Linked DNA regions of Drosophila melanogaster: region 1 is linked to region 2. The links are chromatin contacts, called in public Hi-C maps. All regions are on one chromosome and are shown on one strand. The core of a region is the stretch at or near the end of the contact, and the rest is flanking DNA. Distances in the headings are between cores, read along the strand shown.

Region 1 (7,633 bases), core at 622-3,121, 950 kb before region 2:
TCGGAGCTGTTGTGCACGTTGGCGCGTCGGGCCACCATGTTGCGCAAGTTGGATTTGTCCTGGTGCGGCGGCTTTGGCAATGTCTCGCCCACCGAGTTCAAGAAGTGGTTACATGCTAGCAAATCATACTGAGCTACTAGAACTAAAATTCGAACACTCGTTTCAGATTCCTGACCCAACGCGGCGATAATCTAACCCACCTGCGTCTGAACTCCTGCAAGTTTCTCAATGCCAGCTGCATTGAGAATGTGGGCATTGTCTGTGATAATCTGATAGGTGGGTTTTTCTCGCATCCTTATCGAAGGTTTAACTTAATATTTCGTCGCAGAGTTGAGCCTGCGCAACTGTGCCACTGAACCGCCGCTGTTGAACTTCTCCTGTCTGGCCAATCTCAAGAATCTGGAGCGTCTCGATCTCTTTCAAACGTACTTCGAAACGGAACTGCTGCTCAGCATGCTCGAGGGCAATCGCAAGCTAAAGCATCTGAATCTGGGTGAGCTTCTAGATAGCTTCAGTTTTGTTGCGTTTAACCAATTGCATTTGATGCCCATTGCTCAAGCATTTTGTGGTGTCTCGGTGAACATGGACAATGTGGCCGCCCATTTGGCCACGTACAATACGCAGCTGATCTCGCTGGATTTGTGGAAGGCGCACTTTCTGTCGTCCAGAGGATTGCAATCGCTGGCGCGTCTCCATCAGCTGGAGGAACTGGATCTGGGCTGGTGGTAGGTGTCATGCGCGATGGAATTGCATAATCCTTAAGTTAAACATGTTCTGTTCTTTTAGCATGAGGGAGGCATCGCTCGGAGATGGCCTGTTCCAGCTGCTGTCCAACTGTCCCAAGCTAAAGAAGCTCTTCTTGTCGGCGGTGCGCGGCACCACCGAACGCGATCTCATGCATATTGCCGCGCTGGGCAAGAATCTGGAGCAGCTTGACCTCATGGGCATTCTGAACATAACGCATGAGCGTGTTTATGAGTACGTCTCTCTTCCTTTTTAATCACTTTAAGATCATTAAGCATTCAATTCGATTCGATTTCAGCATTCTGGTCAACTGTCCCAAGCTGCAGTTGCTGGACTTGAGTTTCTGTGACAACATCATGGATCGGGATGTGAGTAGATGTTCGATGGAATTGCACCTTCTATTCCTTAGCTAATTCCATTTGTTACTCAGTTCGATTTGCTGGCGGAATGGTCGCGACAATTTAAAGTGGACATCAAGAGCAGTCGACGTCACTGAACCGGAAACGGAAATGGCGTAATTGAAACCGGAAATGGGACAATCCAGTCCTTGTAGCTACACTAATTATGCCTAGTACAATGCTAAGTGTACTTTTAGATCCCACATATTTGTATGTGACATTCTCCCTCTTCATTTATAGTAAAATGTTATATATATATATGCTGTTATGAATATGAAACATTTGATATTAAGCTGGGCGATTTTTTAATCACTTGAACTAATGCTAAGAATTAGAGAATTATAATACAAAAGTTGCGTATAAATGCACTTGTTTATTGATGAAAATTGGTTTGTTTTAATCTATATGGATATTTATTAATTTCATTTGCTTGCATTAACATTTTAAGCAAGAATTACAATTTCTTATTTTGATTATAAGTATACATCGATACTATCGGTAAATTCTGCCAACAGTGTGACCACACTCTTGCATTGCTCAGCGCTAATTTTCCAATTAGAATAATTTTTGTTATAAAGATGCCATCAAATATGAAATAAATAAATATATATATATTTAAATGAAATATTATATAGGTTGCATTACTAAATTTGCATTTCATCGTAACATTGGAAATCAAGAACTTCCATTCGATACTCACGACCGATTTTGCCACCTCCAGCTGTCATCTCCAACTTATTTTCCAATCAGAAACAGTAGCGCAGTGCGCTTATCAAAATTAGCTGTTAAATTCAATTAGTTGCTTGTATTAATTGCAATCGTGGGCAAGGGGATTCACTCGGAGCGACGGATGACCCAGCTCCTGGCCAGGAGTAGCCCGATTGTGAGTGCCAGCGGAGTGCGGGGCGTTTGGCAGCCAGCTGTGCAGCAGCAGCAGCAACAACAACAATAACAACAAAGTAACGAGGTCGCAGGACCAAAAAAAATAAAGGTGGAGAAGGAGGAGAGGGGGAGGAGCAGAAGGTATGTATGTGTGTGTGTGTGTGTGTACCCAGTTAGGGAGCCGCCTCCTCCACCGGCCACGCCCCCTAGCAGCACGTACACATCGTGTAATTGCCGTGAATTATTGATGTGGCCCGAGCATTCGACGCTTTGCGGGCGTGCCCGTCCATCTATGGAGTTGCTAAACGAGTGGTCCGGCCACCAATTGTGTGGCATTTGTGTATATCCATTAGATCCAGCGATAAGCAGCCATGCGCTTTAACAAGCCGGAACTGAACTCCCTGGCCAGCAATCCAGCAACGCGATTCGACAAGGAGGGCCTGCTCATCATCACCGATCGCCAGGAGGGCTTCCTGTGGCGCTCTAGCGAAGGTATTGATTGCACCACTACCATCTGATCACTCGCATCCATGCACATGCATTAGCAAACACACACACAACCGAACAAAACCAACCACCCACCCACCCACACACAACATCCAATCCTGTCCAGGCACTTGGCTTATGCACCTAATTCTACCGCCCACAGTCAGAGTTGAACGTTGGTGTAAACTGCGTGGAAATTTACTGTTCTACCTCAAGGATAAGGACCCCAAGTCAGCGGTGGCCGGCCTCCTGGTGCTGGAGAACTGTCGTGCGCGCATTCAGAATGAGGAGCGTGATTCCGAGGGCTACGTATTCGATTTAGGTAGGCAACAATGCACAATGATGCTATGCTATGATTACTACTACTAAATGCCTATGTGTTGCAGACTTCAAGGACAGCCCATCGGAACGTTTCATTACACGTTCGTCGGCCGAACGCCTGGCCTGGGTGCAGTGCATCGAGCACGCATCCAGCGAGAAGCTAAACGCGCTCATACGCCAGCTAAAGGAACAGATTGTTAGCCAGAGCCGCCAGCCCAGCAGCGGGGCGTCATCCTCCATGGGCAATCACATTGACCTCGGCATGCCGCTGGAGCAGCAAATGCAGGAGCAGCTACAGCTGCACGGCCAGCCGGCGGAGGAGTTGTCCGTGCCCGTGCCCACGGAGGTGGTGGCGCCGTTTGAAGGTGATCTTATACAGTTCTAACCCAAAAAACCAAATAAGAAAATCCAAAATGAAACGCAAACAATCGGAAAACGCGCGGCGGTCGTTGTTGTTTTTTTAGTTTTGTTAACCAAATATTTGGCCATGTCACTGTTCCACCCACTGCACCACATACCTCTCGCTCACTTCCATGCAACCACATCCGGTTTGAGTTCATTCGATTCCAACGCGTCCAACCAAAGACGTTTCAATCGCAAACATTCGGCTATCGAACTAATATTTCATTTTTCGTTTGTTGCATCGGTTGCATCCAATCGAAATCGATTGAACGCACTAAACCCATGATTTCCATTACTCCATTTTCGAATTTATATGTTGTAAACTTATGTGTAATCCCATCGGGAGCTGGTGTTGCATTGCGTTCCATGTGATTATGAATTTATTCTTGGAATAAACTTTGTTTTGCTAATGAATTTAAACGAAATTAACCAGTTGTTTGTTATTCAATCCCCTCCTGCTTTAGCTGTGCCACCTGCCGTTCTGTAACCATTGCATTCCCCCGCCTGCAATCTGACCTGGTCTGCTCTTACTTACAGAACTCGATCTCTCGGAGCTGCCCATTTGCGAGACGGCGCTCTCCTGTGATACCCTGCCCCTGGACACGCTGGGGCGACCGCCCAATCCGCAGGTGGTGTGCTCGCTGCTGCCGACAGCTGGAGAGGATTGCGTGTGGCGGGAGCACGCGCGCACCGAGCTGCAGGAGCGCACACGTACACCCCAGTTCCTGTGCACGATGCGCTTTCAGCGCAGCGCCGGATTGTCGGCCAGCACACGGCTGCGTTTCAGCGTCTTCGATGTCCGCGAACGGATGACGCTCACCGCCGTGCCGCTGGGCCATGCCGAGGTGGCCCTGGGCGTCATTCAGGACACCAGCCGGCTGCGCCTGCCACTGACATCGCCGCGCGGCGAGTGCGGCTTCATTACGCTGGCCTCCTGGTCACCCGACGCTGCCGTGGAGCCCGGCCAGTCGGGAAATGGTCCGCCGCGTTCCAGCACCCAGCTGTTCGATGGATCGGCTGGCGCCGGTGGAGCCACAACGAGCAGCAGACGAGGTGAGATTTGGGGCACTTATAGACCTTGTGCATAGCAGGGTTCCATTGAAATAGGTGCTTAGGATTCGGGTTTCTTGGAGTATCACTTCGAAAACGACAAGGAAAAGTATACAAAGTGGCACTTTGCGATCGTATTTAGGTTTTCCAGTTTCCAGATAAAGCATTCATTGGTTTTGGCTCGATAAAAGTTCCTAAAACTTAATGTATCTTGTATCTGTAAGCTTCAAAATCTCTCTTTCATTTAAATTGTATCTTGTATCTGTAGAGCTTGAAAATATGTACTGTGTATCTGAGAAGTACTGATAGATATTTCATCAAATATTTCATGACCAAAGTATTTGGCGTTACAAGTTGGTATCTCTTGGATGCCTCTAGCCTAGTGACTACCATATTCTTCCTCCATCCACAGCCCATCGTCGCACCCAGTCGCTGCCACCGAAGCTGGGCGTCCGCCTCTTTGTGCCGCAACAGTGTGGCCTGCAACGGGTGTGCTCCAATCCCCGCCTGCGCACATACCGACTGCACTCGTCGCTGGGTGCGGACATCAGTGTGCAGGAGACGCTGCTGGAGTCGCGCCTCTGCTGCCAGCTGCCCCAGCAGCTGCTCTCCATTTGGATACAGCGCGAGAAGGAGCTGCTGCAGGAGATCTCCGGCATGGGCGAGCTGAGCGGCGAGTGGCGTTGGCGACAGATGAATTTGCTGGAGGAGCATCTACGCCTGCTCAAGGACTACTCGCAGGCCAAGCAGAATATCCAGCAGCTTGCACGCGATGGTGTCTCCTTCAAGCGCTCATCCGCGAAGGCGGACGAGTCGCTGGAGTTTCTGCCGGTCAATCTGCACGTGCAGCGGATGTGGGCGCAGAATGACACGCTGCAGCGACGTGGCCTCCTGGACGTGGTCACCGTGGGCGCCTTCACGCGTCACGATCCCAAGGGACGCAAGTGTGGTGGTCTCATCAAGTAAGATGCACAATATATCAACATTTTGGAGCCAAGACTTCTAAATTCTTTTACTTTGGCCAGACTGCTGCAGGAGAGCAAATCGTGGAAACTGGAGCAGAGCAACGCGTGCAAGGTGCAGGCGGCCAACGATGCCGTCCAGGCCACCAAGCAGCTGCGCAAGGAGATCGTCGAGCTGATGTCACAGCTGTTGCAGTTGGCCAGTCGACGCAGTTCCATGGACATGATGCCGCTATGCAACCAAATGGTGGCACGCACACGCACGCTGCTGAATCTCTGGGAGCCGAGCATCGTCGAGGAGGCGGTGGCCTTTATCGAGCGCCATCGCATCATCGAGGAGCCGGAGAACGTGCTTATGGAGCCGATGTCGCCGTTCCGCAAGATAACCCAACAACTGACCGCGCTGGAACTAAAGTCACCGGAGCTGGAGGACTTTGCCACGCCGGTGGTAGCGCCACCGGATCTCTGGCCACGCGGTCAGCCGCCGCTGATGCGTTCGAACAGTTGGCATCCGAGCAATAGCTCGCCGTCCAGCTCGCTGGACATTCGGGCCATCGATTCGCTGCAGCATGTGGTTAAATGCTACAACGATCACTTGCGCAGCCTGGAGCAGGGCAGGCAACCAGGTCGCCAGGCCGATGATGAGGAGCAGGAGGAGGCCACATATCAGTCGCTGCCTGTTGCATGGCAAACGCAATCGGAGGTCAGCGCAGGCACGCAGATTCCGCCATCGGATAACCCAGCTGATTTATCTGTGCTGCAGCTAATCGATCTGGACGAGATCGGACGGCAGGCGCAGCGACAGCGGCACCATCAGCCACCGGCTGGCTTTCTGGACACCAAGTTGATGAGCTCCTCGCCGTCGGCCAACTATTATCGGCCCACGGAGGAGCCGGAGCCACTGGATCTCACCCAGCTGAATATCGAGGCGAGCGTTATGTGCCTGGTCAGCAAGCTGAAGTTCTTCTGCGGACGCTGCGACAGTCCGGCGATCCGGCTGCGTCATCCGAAGGCGCCCATCAAGCGGGAGGGATTCGCTGTGGCGCCACAACAGGCGCCGGACGTGATAGCGGCCTCGGCAGCCAGCGGCAAGCAGGCACCCAATCTCGCGCTGGATCTCAAGCCGCAGTCCGTGGATAGTGATGGAATCACCACAACCGGCTCTGTGGCCGTAAAGAAGGGCAACAAGTTCACCGACGGCCTGGATCTCTCGATGACCACGGACTGGGCGGCGGAACTGCGTCCCAGCATGCGAAAATTGCGCCACGCCATGGATCGCCTCCTGAAGACCGCACGACTGATGCACTCGGTGCAGCGGCTGCAGCAGGACATGCGCTGCAATCGCCTCCAGGCGAGCATCATGTACCGCAGGGACGTCTGCTTCTCCCAGGCGGTAAGCATAATGTCTTAGATATTCACGTGAAGTTTTCTAAAAATGATCGCTTTCCTATCAGCTAACTGCTCTGGTCAGCTCCTTGATGCTGCGTCTCTGGGGCAGTGAGTTGGACATGGGCTATCTGGTGATGCTGCGCGACCTGGGTCCATTGGCCTACTTCGAGGGCCTGCTAACGCTTTACGGCAACGAGGCGGACATGTGGAGCGACATGTGCATCGCCATTGAGGATCTGTCCGCCGTTAGCTTTCAGCTGGTGCGGGCACAGGGTGAGGTCGCCCAGACGCCCACGCCACGGATTACTGGATCGCGACAAGCGCTGGAGGTGCAACTGCCTGTGCCGGAGCACTCGCTGCCGGGCAATGGCAATTCCATTTCGTTCAAGATTACGCCCGTCTTCTTCAACATCGGCATCAACGAGAAGGCCAGCTTCGCCGAGACGCTGGGTCAGACCAAGGAGCAGCATCGGTCCAACTGGGACAACTACTTGCGGCTGAGCCAGTACTTTGGACGTTACCGGAAGCTGGGACTCGGTTCCGTCGACACTGGCGAATCGCTGCAATCTCTGCTCGGCTTCATGGAGCAGCAGCTGCGTGCCAATGTGTCCAAAAACGTAAAGATTCTGCATCTGGCCGAGGATGCGTGCCGTTTGATGGACGGTCTGCGATTCACCTCGTGCAAGAGCGCCAAGGATCGCACTGGCATGGCGGTCACGCTGGAGCAGTGTCGTGTCCTGGTGCGCGAGTTTCAGCTGCCGGCAAAGCATGTGCCCTACGCGCTCAGCACCATGCGAAGGTGAGTTCGGATTTTGAAATATGTGTATGATTTGGTGATTGCAATCGATGCTACTTGTTTTCAGCGAGGGCACGCGCATGGACAACGTGCTCAAGAACATCGGGAAGCGAAAGTATGCCTTCAATCGAACTCAGGTCTCTTTTCTGCCGGCCATGTACAGGCCGCCAGTTGGTAGTTACGGCAAGGCGCAGACTTAAGAA
Region 2 (7,144 bases), core at 1,093-3,592:
GCCATTCCTGTGTAGCGAGATCATCAAGCGGAGACTTCGGATTGTCGTTGTAGCCGGCAAAGTGGTTGAGCTATTGCCAATCACGCTGTATGGCAGCTGGATTGCGGCATCGATATCGCCATGCTCGTACATGGGTATCGTATCGTTGGCACTGTTGCATTGGAAGCCTCGAGGACTTTGCTCCAACCAAACGCATGACAGGCTAACGAAGGCATCCAAACTGATGTTAAAGAACTCGACGAATAGGTTACGCTGCTGGGCAAGCGATCCTCGCCAGGGTATCATCTCTGCGGGCAACGGTTCCGCCTGTGTGCTGGCCAAGGCCAGGCGCATGGCCGAGGATTCCACCACGTGGAGCAGCCGCTGCCCAGTTCCCTGCTCGGATTGTGCGGCTCGAAAGAGATGAGCGGGCAGGTTAAGCAATTGCGAAACTATGTCCATCAGCAGGTGACTTATCTCTTGCTGTTGCTGCGGCTGCTCCAGTTGATCCAAGTACTTGACCAACGTGCGTGCAATGTACTCCAAATCCATGGGATCTCGTATGCGATTCAGCTGCGTCTGCGCTTGCGTAAAGTTGTGCAAACGTCGTGCAATCTCCAGCGCATTCTGACCCTTAGTCAGCGTAAGATTCACCTTGGCGAACTGCTCCAGTATGCGTGTCGTCTCGCTGACGTACACACAACTTTCCGTATCCAAATTTAGCCACTCACCCGATGGTCCGCACTCATGCGAAGCTCGGCGGGCTTGTGTGGCATCGCTGGGCTCCTCCACGCACTCCTGCAGCACAGTCTCGCCTCGCATCGTCCTGGGCCAGTGGTAGGTGCCCTTGTTCGTGTGCACCACGCGAGCTTCACAGTACAGCGTCCCCTTGGCTACCACATGCAGAACGATGGCCTGCGATAGATTCGCCTGCTGGCTGCGCAGCGTACAATCCCACATGCCTGTGTGATTCTGGGTTAGGCTGGCAATGCGCAGTATCGATTGCAGTATGCCCGAGTCCGTGGAATGGCGAGTCTCTAGATTCACATCGCCGAAGACTTTGGTGGGATCCTGATAAATAATATCCTCCGTGGAGTTTTTGGCTCGTATCTTCTCGGACCAACCCCAGAACACATAGGCCTTTGTCGGCAGATCCTCGCTCTCCCTGGGCACACCAATGGCAACGCGTGGGGCGTGGCACTTGAGCTGCAGCTCATCGCCCTCAAAGGCCACCTGATTCTGGCTGGGAATTAGCTCGAGCAACGGTTGCAGCAGCGTCTCACAATGGAAATCCTTTCCCACGCGCAGTTTCTTTAGCGGCATACCACGAAAGTTGCCCGGCGATTCGCATTTTGGTGGCGGCTGTAGACGCACTTCACGACTGCTCGACCAGGCGATCAACCAAATTAATCCGCAATCGCAGGCCAAGGGATTTCCAGACAGGTCGCTGTAAGAAGATGATATCACTGTTTTTGCCAGGATTAGAATGGATATCCAACTTACAGCAACTTAAGCTTGGGCATTTGGTCAAAGGTGCCCTCATAGATGTGGCTAATGGCATTGCCGGCCAGCTTCAGCTTCTCCAAATGCGCCAGACTATCCCCGAAGGTGTCTTTGTCCAGTTCGGTGAGCAGATTGAACGACAAATCCAGACGCTTGAGTTCCGTAAAGTTTCGAAAATCCTCGGCGGTTATCAGTGCAATTGAATTCTTGCTGGCATTGCTATAAATATAAGTGAGTTATTTGCATTTTAGAGGAACCACAGGGGGCAACTATCGAATCACTTACATGCTGACAATACTGGTCACATCCTCTCCAAAGTCCAACTCCCGCCAGTTGGTTATCTGCTGCTCATCGCAGCGAATCTTAAGGCTGTGTATGTTTTCCGCTGTGCTCCGGCAGCTGCATTTTCGTGGGCACGATGACGCTGTTCCTTGTCCCGTCGCAATGCCCGTTTCGGGATTTTGGGGGAGCTCCGTATCTTGATGCGTTTGCACTTGCACCGCCTGGCCCCCCTCTGCTGCGGTCGACGTCGCCGTCGCTGTCGGCATCAGATTTGGGAAGAACAACAACAAGAGCAGCAGTAATCCGAGAAGGGGGAGGGGCAGCGGTGGATTGCTGGACGATGAAGGTGGAGAATGAAAAGGAGAAGGGGGGCGATCTCCACGCCCCTCTTTCGTTTGGCCGCCCATTTGGATCGATGCGAGTGATTACATGCCGGGCGCAGGAAGCGCACATTTAATTAACAATTTTCGATTTAAGCAAACGCATTATAAGCAACAACAATAATACACTGCGCTTTTTTTTTTAGTTTATACAAAAAAGTGGTACGCTAAATGTGACCGTCGAACTATCGATAGATAATACCGCCCGGTTGTAAAAAAAAATACGCAAGCTATAAAAATTGTGCATTATACTGCACTCGTGGGATATATCGATAGTTATGCTTGGTAGCTGGTGTGGTTAAGTACCCGGCTAATTATGGAGTAGAACTCGACTATTTAAAAATTCAAATTGAAAAAGTAAAAAAAATTCTTATTGCTAACAAAAAGGGTAATATTCTTTCAATTTTTAGCTATTATAGTGGGTATATAGCTAGTGGGTATATAAAGTACACGTTTTAGGCGTAAAGTCTAGACCCATTTAATGTCATTAGGAAGGGCATGTGTTCAGTTTAAAATAAGTTTATTTTGAGCCAACTGGGCGGTTTGGTTTGGTCCGGGTTCATGACCCCGCCGCGCCGCCGCACAACCAACGTAATTATGCAAAAAAAAAGAAGCACACGCACAAACAAACATTGAGATTACGAAAAACAGGTTTCCTTCTTTTAACTTAAAGCTATTTTTGAATGCTGCCTAAACGATGTGGGCGAGGGGATTTCCTCGGGAAGGGTTAGAATGTAGGGGAGCTGACCAGACCCTACGCCAGCTTGCCATTGTGCGCCTCGCGATATTTGGACAGCTTGTCCATGTACTCGTCATGCTGCTCCAAGGTGGCCAGCAGGCCCTCCGTATTGACTGGCGATTCCTCTGGTCCGTAGTTAATCAACTGATCGTTCAGCGTGGTCATTGTGCCGCCCAATGCGTGCAGAATAGCATCGCCGGCGCAAATGTCCCACTTCTTGATCTTCGACGTGTGCAAATAGGCGGTGGCATTGTTGGCCACCACCTGGAGCACCTTGTAGCCAGCTCCCGCCGCCGTCAGCAGGCTGACATTCTCGCCAAAGATGCCCCTCGCCAGATCCTTGGCACCTGCCGTGTGGGATCGCGAGACTGTAATGATGGGCGCCTGATTGTTTGGCGAATGCTGCGGATGCAGATTGGATAGGTACTCAGACATCGAGTTGCCCACCCACGCCCACGCGGTTTGTCCATTGAACGGGCTGTGGATCACGCCAATGATGGGCCTTCCGGCCACTGCCACGCACACCATGGTGGTCACGTACTCGTATAGCTCCTCTGTGGATTGAAAAATGAAATTTAGCTCCAGAACATGCCATTGTATAATATTAATAACTAAAGAAGCCATCCTCACCGGTGAACTCCTTGGTGGCATCCAACGGATCTACCCAAACAGTGACATCCTGGGCATTTACGGTCACATCCGGTATCTGTGCGGTCTCGTGGAGGACCGTTGGATCTAGATCATAGCCGTGTGCCTGCTTGCAGTGCTCCTTGTCCTCCTCGGAGAAGATTTGTACGCGGGGAAAGATTCGCTGCAGGCCCTGCTTCATCACACAATGTGACCGGCCGTCGGCATCCGTGAAGGGATCATTGACGCCCTCGTCCGTCTTGCCCTTGCTGCGCTCCTTCAGCTGGCGACTCCGGGCCACGTCCAGTACCTCGAGACCGCCACGCTGGGCGGCCTGTATGGCGGCTATTAGCATCTTGCGTAGATTGACGCGGCTGGGATTCTCACTGCGCAGCATGCCGTAGATCGCTGGCCGCTCCTCCTGATGGAAATTGAGGAAGTAGACCAGGACAAAGGTCAGCAGGATGGCCACAATGGTGGCCGGCAGCCGGTTGATGCGAATGGAGCGTCCGTTCATCTTGTCTTCGCTCATCTATTATATGCTAGACTATATACTATATTCTATTCTATTCTATCTATGCGTGTATCAGTGTGCTGTCGTATTTGCCAGATCACCACATTGAGATCAACCCAGATGCTGTCTTGAAAAAACCCTCGCAAGAACTGAAACGAAAAACACTTGATGATGGCGCGTCGGTGGGTGTGGACGGCGGGGGCGGGGGCACAGGTGTTTCTTTCTGCTCTTTGTGGCGAGGGGGGAGCACAGGTGAGCTATGCTCGGTGCCGATCTATTCAATTTCACGTCCACGTTGCGCGTTTTTTCCCCCAAAAACAGCCCCAAACAAAACCAAACAATAACAAACTAGAGCTGGCATTAAATCGATAGGCGCCATCGATACATTCGGAACAGCGAATTTATGTTAAGATCAATAATTGTGAAGATCAGCGGTATTAAATTATTTAGTTCACTTAATGTACTAACATTAAACTTAGGATTCGAATATGTTGACCACAACGTCGTCGAAAATATCGATACTTAGCTATCATTGATACTATTTACGAAACGATATTACCAAGTAATATATAGTTTATACCGTCCATTTTCGATACACTCAATTATATTAGAAATTTGATTTTGTGCTTTTATTTAGGTTCACTGATATAATAAAATCAACAAGCTGCAATATTAATCGATGTTCCAAGAGACTTATCGATTTTCCAATTCTACGACCGTATCGATAGTATCGAACAGATATCGATGTGGTTCCAGCTCTAATAGTCGTGGATTTCGGAACATTAATTTGTATTTTTTGCGTCGCGTCGCCCCAGAAAGTCCAATCCAACAGCAAATCGCGCGTTTTCCAAAGAACAACAACCCCGAAAAATTCGAAAATAATAATTTTCTTGTTTTTTTTTTCTGTTTTCCTGCGGCAAAAATTCCAATTTTTTTCGTAACATCTAAACAACAACAACAAAAAAAGTGCGTGCGCGTGCAGAAGCGAAAAAAACCGAATAAATTGTGGGCGAATCAACAAGCAAAAGAGAATGAGCGATGATGAGGAGAAGAGGCAAAAAAAGCAGAGGCAGTTGTCGTAGTACTAGTACCAAAAAGAAACTGCGAAAACTGCTAAAGTGACAAAAACAACAACAGCAAGTAACGAAAGAGAAAAGCAAAAGAAGGTAAAAAGAATGAAGGCGAATAAAAAATAAGCGCAAAAATATACGTCTACAAAAAAGCAGCAGCAACAACTACACAAAAATTAACTTAAAAAAGTCGTGAATTCATCGTTCAGTATATATATATATATATGTATATATATATATAAATCAACACACACACATACGAAGAGTGAGAGCGAGAGAGCGTGCGTTATTTATTTTATATTTTCGTTAATCATTTTTCGCATTTTGTGAAACAAGTTGGAAAAGCGACAATACAAAATACAGCAACAACAATAGCAGCAGTAAGCAGTTTGCACCACTTGGAAGAGGTATTTATGTTTGTTTGTTTGTCTTTGCCCCGTGTATTCTTATTAGCAGTCGTTGAGAGAGGGAGGAGGCACAGCATGTTCTTATTAGATCAGCCAGACTTCTTTTTCGTCTGTCTTGCTCCTCACTCGATTCGCCGTTATTTATGTAACAAGTGTGTGCGTGCTAAATGAAGTGCTCGCGCTCTCTTCTTCCCCCCTCTCTTCATACGGTTTCTGTTGCTCTCTCTCTCGCTCGCACTCTTTGCATTTGATGATTTGATTTTGTTCACTTAGTAAAGTTGCTGTAATGTGGCTGCCACCCAAAAAAAAAAATAAAAAAAAAACAAGAACAAAATAATGAAAATGAAGCAAAAATAAATAATAAAAGCTCCACCGCAAAGCGCATTGAACTGGTTTATGTTGTGCTCGCTTCTTCTGCTCTCCTCATTCTTCCTTTACTCTATGTTTCTTCTCCTACTTCTGCTTCTTCTCTCTTCTTGGTTATCAACATGATGCCAGAAAAAAATATATAAAACAGTAACAAGAACAACAACAACCACAAAAGCAACGGCCACAGAATGGAATTTGCGGATCTTTTGTTGTTGTTTCGTTTGCTTTGAGCCGAACTTCTCATTCTTCTTCGGGATCTCCCTTCGCCTGCCCCTCTTAAGTATTTGTTCTCCTTTTTATTCATTTACCCAACTACAGTGAGCACCCATTAATCGAAGTCTTTGTTTATCCCTTATTTTGATTATCAAATTTGTAGGCAAATTAATTGTTTGTATTAATTCACAAAAAAAAGGTTGGAAATAATCGTAAAATAATTCCATTTTGTACTGGTTTTTAAATTTATAATTTTCAGGAAAATTTACCCACAGAATTTGTATTTCTTTATGATTTAAGTGCCTCTGTCGTCTCAGTGGGAAACACGCATTTCTAGCTCACAATGCAACCCACTGATGACTATAATTAATTTAATATGACTGGCCACGATAAATAGAGGCTGCCAACTTACTCTTCTGGCTACACGCCGCCCCTTAAATTAATTTGTTTATGCTGTATATTAAATTTAAGGCGGAGGAAAGTTTTCTTTTTGAACTTAGCAACAACAGCGATGCGAATTTACAAGTTAAAGTTATTGCGCGTGGCTACAATTTTATTTTACCACAATACCAGTGTGACCTTGCTTGTGTATTTTCTTGCAGTTATATTTCTTAATTAACTTAATTCCATTAAACTCTGGCTTCTAATTTACTCTGGTTTGATCTATTCCCCCGGCGTTATTGTCTATTGTTTTAATAGGGGAATGTACAAGAGAACCTAAAACCACACAGCTATTTTCTTTGTTTTTTATAGGCTTTTCTTATGATTCATTGTTTGGCTTAATTGAAACTCCCCGCAAGATGACAATGTGGTTATTACATCATACATATGTTTTACCTTACGTATACATACATACATATGTATGTACGTATAACCAAACGTTTCCCGCCAATTAAATTGACCGAACTCAATTTATAAAAACTTTGGCCAGTGTGACCTTGATTTTATTTTTGTTACCGTTGTTTACGAGTTTGATGGAATCCTTCTTACTTTGATTCTTTAATTCCATGTGACTTTATGAAAATTAATGCTTGAATTATTTATGAATATAGTCGCATGGT

Evidence for each region. A called contact is a pair of places that touch in the nucleus more often than the background predicts.
Region 1: a contact with region 2 is called in a Hi-C map of the Kc167 cell line, with 6 times the contacts expected there. The contact joins the promoter of CG42271 here to the promoter of Remo in region 2. A contact is called at or near these places in 18 of 107 Hi-C or Micro-C datasets (the Kc167 cell line, the ML-DmBG3-c2 cell line, the Sg4 cell line and 7 more).

Annotation. Positions count from the first base shown.
Region 1 is chrX:14,228,304-14,235,936 of dm6, reverse strand. CG42271 reads left to right here and starts at 1,871. Exons shown (of 9, transcript NM_206711.3): 1 at 1,871-2,165; 2 at 2,378-2,516; 3 at 2,674-2,832; 4 at 2,897-3,196; 5 at 3,771-4,286; 6 at 4,696-5,245; 7 at 5,309-6,638; 8 at 6,700-7,433; 9 at 7,498-7,633. The coding sequence starts at 2,396. The coding sequence ends at 7,630. It overlaps Fbxl4 (F box and leucine-rich-repeat gene 4), which reads left to right. Exons shown (of 10, transcript NM_132723.3): 4 at 1-104; 5 at 167-276; 6 at 329-493; 7 at 560-725; 8 at 787-978; 9 at 1,043-1,112; 10 at 1,175-1,524. The coding sequence ends at 1,240.
Region 2 is chrX:13,283,249-13,290,392 of dm6, reverse strand. Remo (Remoulade) reads right to left here and starts at 2,342. Exons shown (of 3, transcript NM_132642.3): 1 at 1,768-2,342; 2 at 1,483-1,701; 3 at 1-1,426. The coding sequence starts at 2,030. CG15743 reads right to left here and starts at 4,686. Exons shown (of 2, transcript NM_001298268.1): 1 at 3,514-4,686; 2 at 2,652-3,437. The coding sequence starts at 4,042. The coding sequence ends at 2,899. HDAC4 (Histone deacetylase 4) reads left to right here and starts at 4,761. Exons shown (of 14, transcript NM_001272578.2): 1 at 4,761-5,501.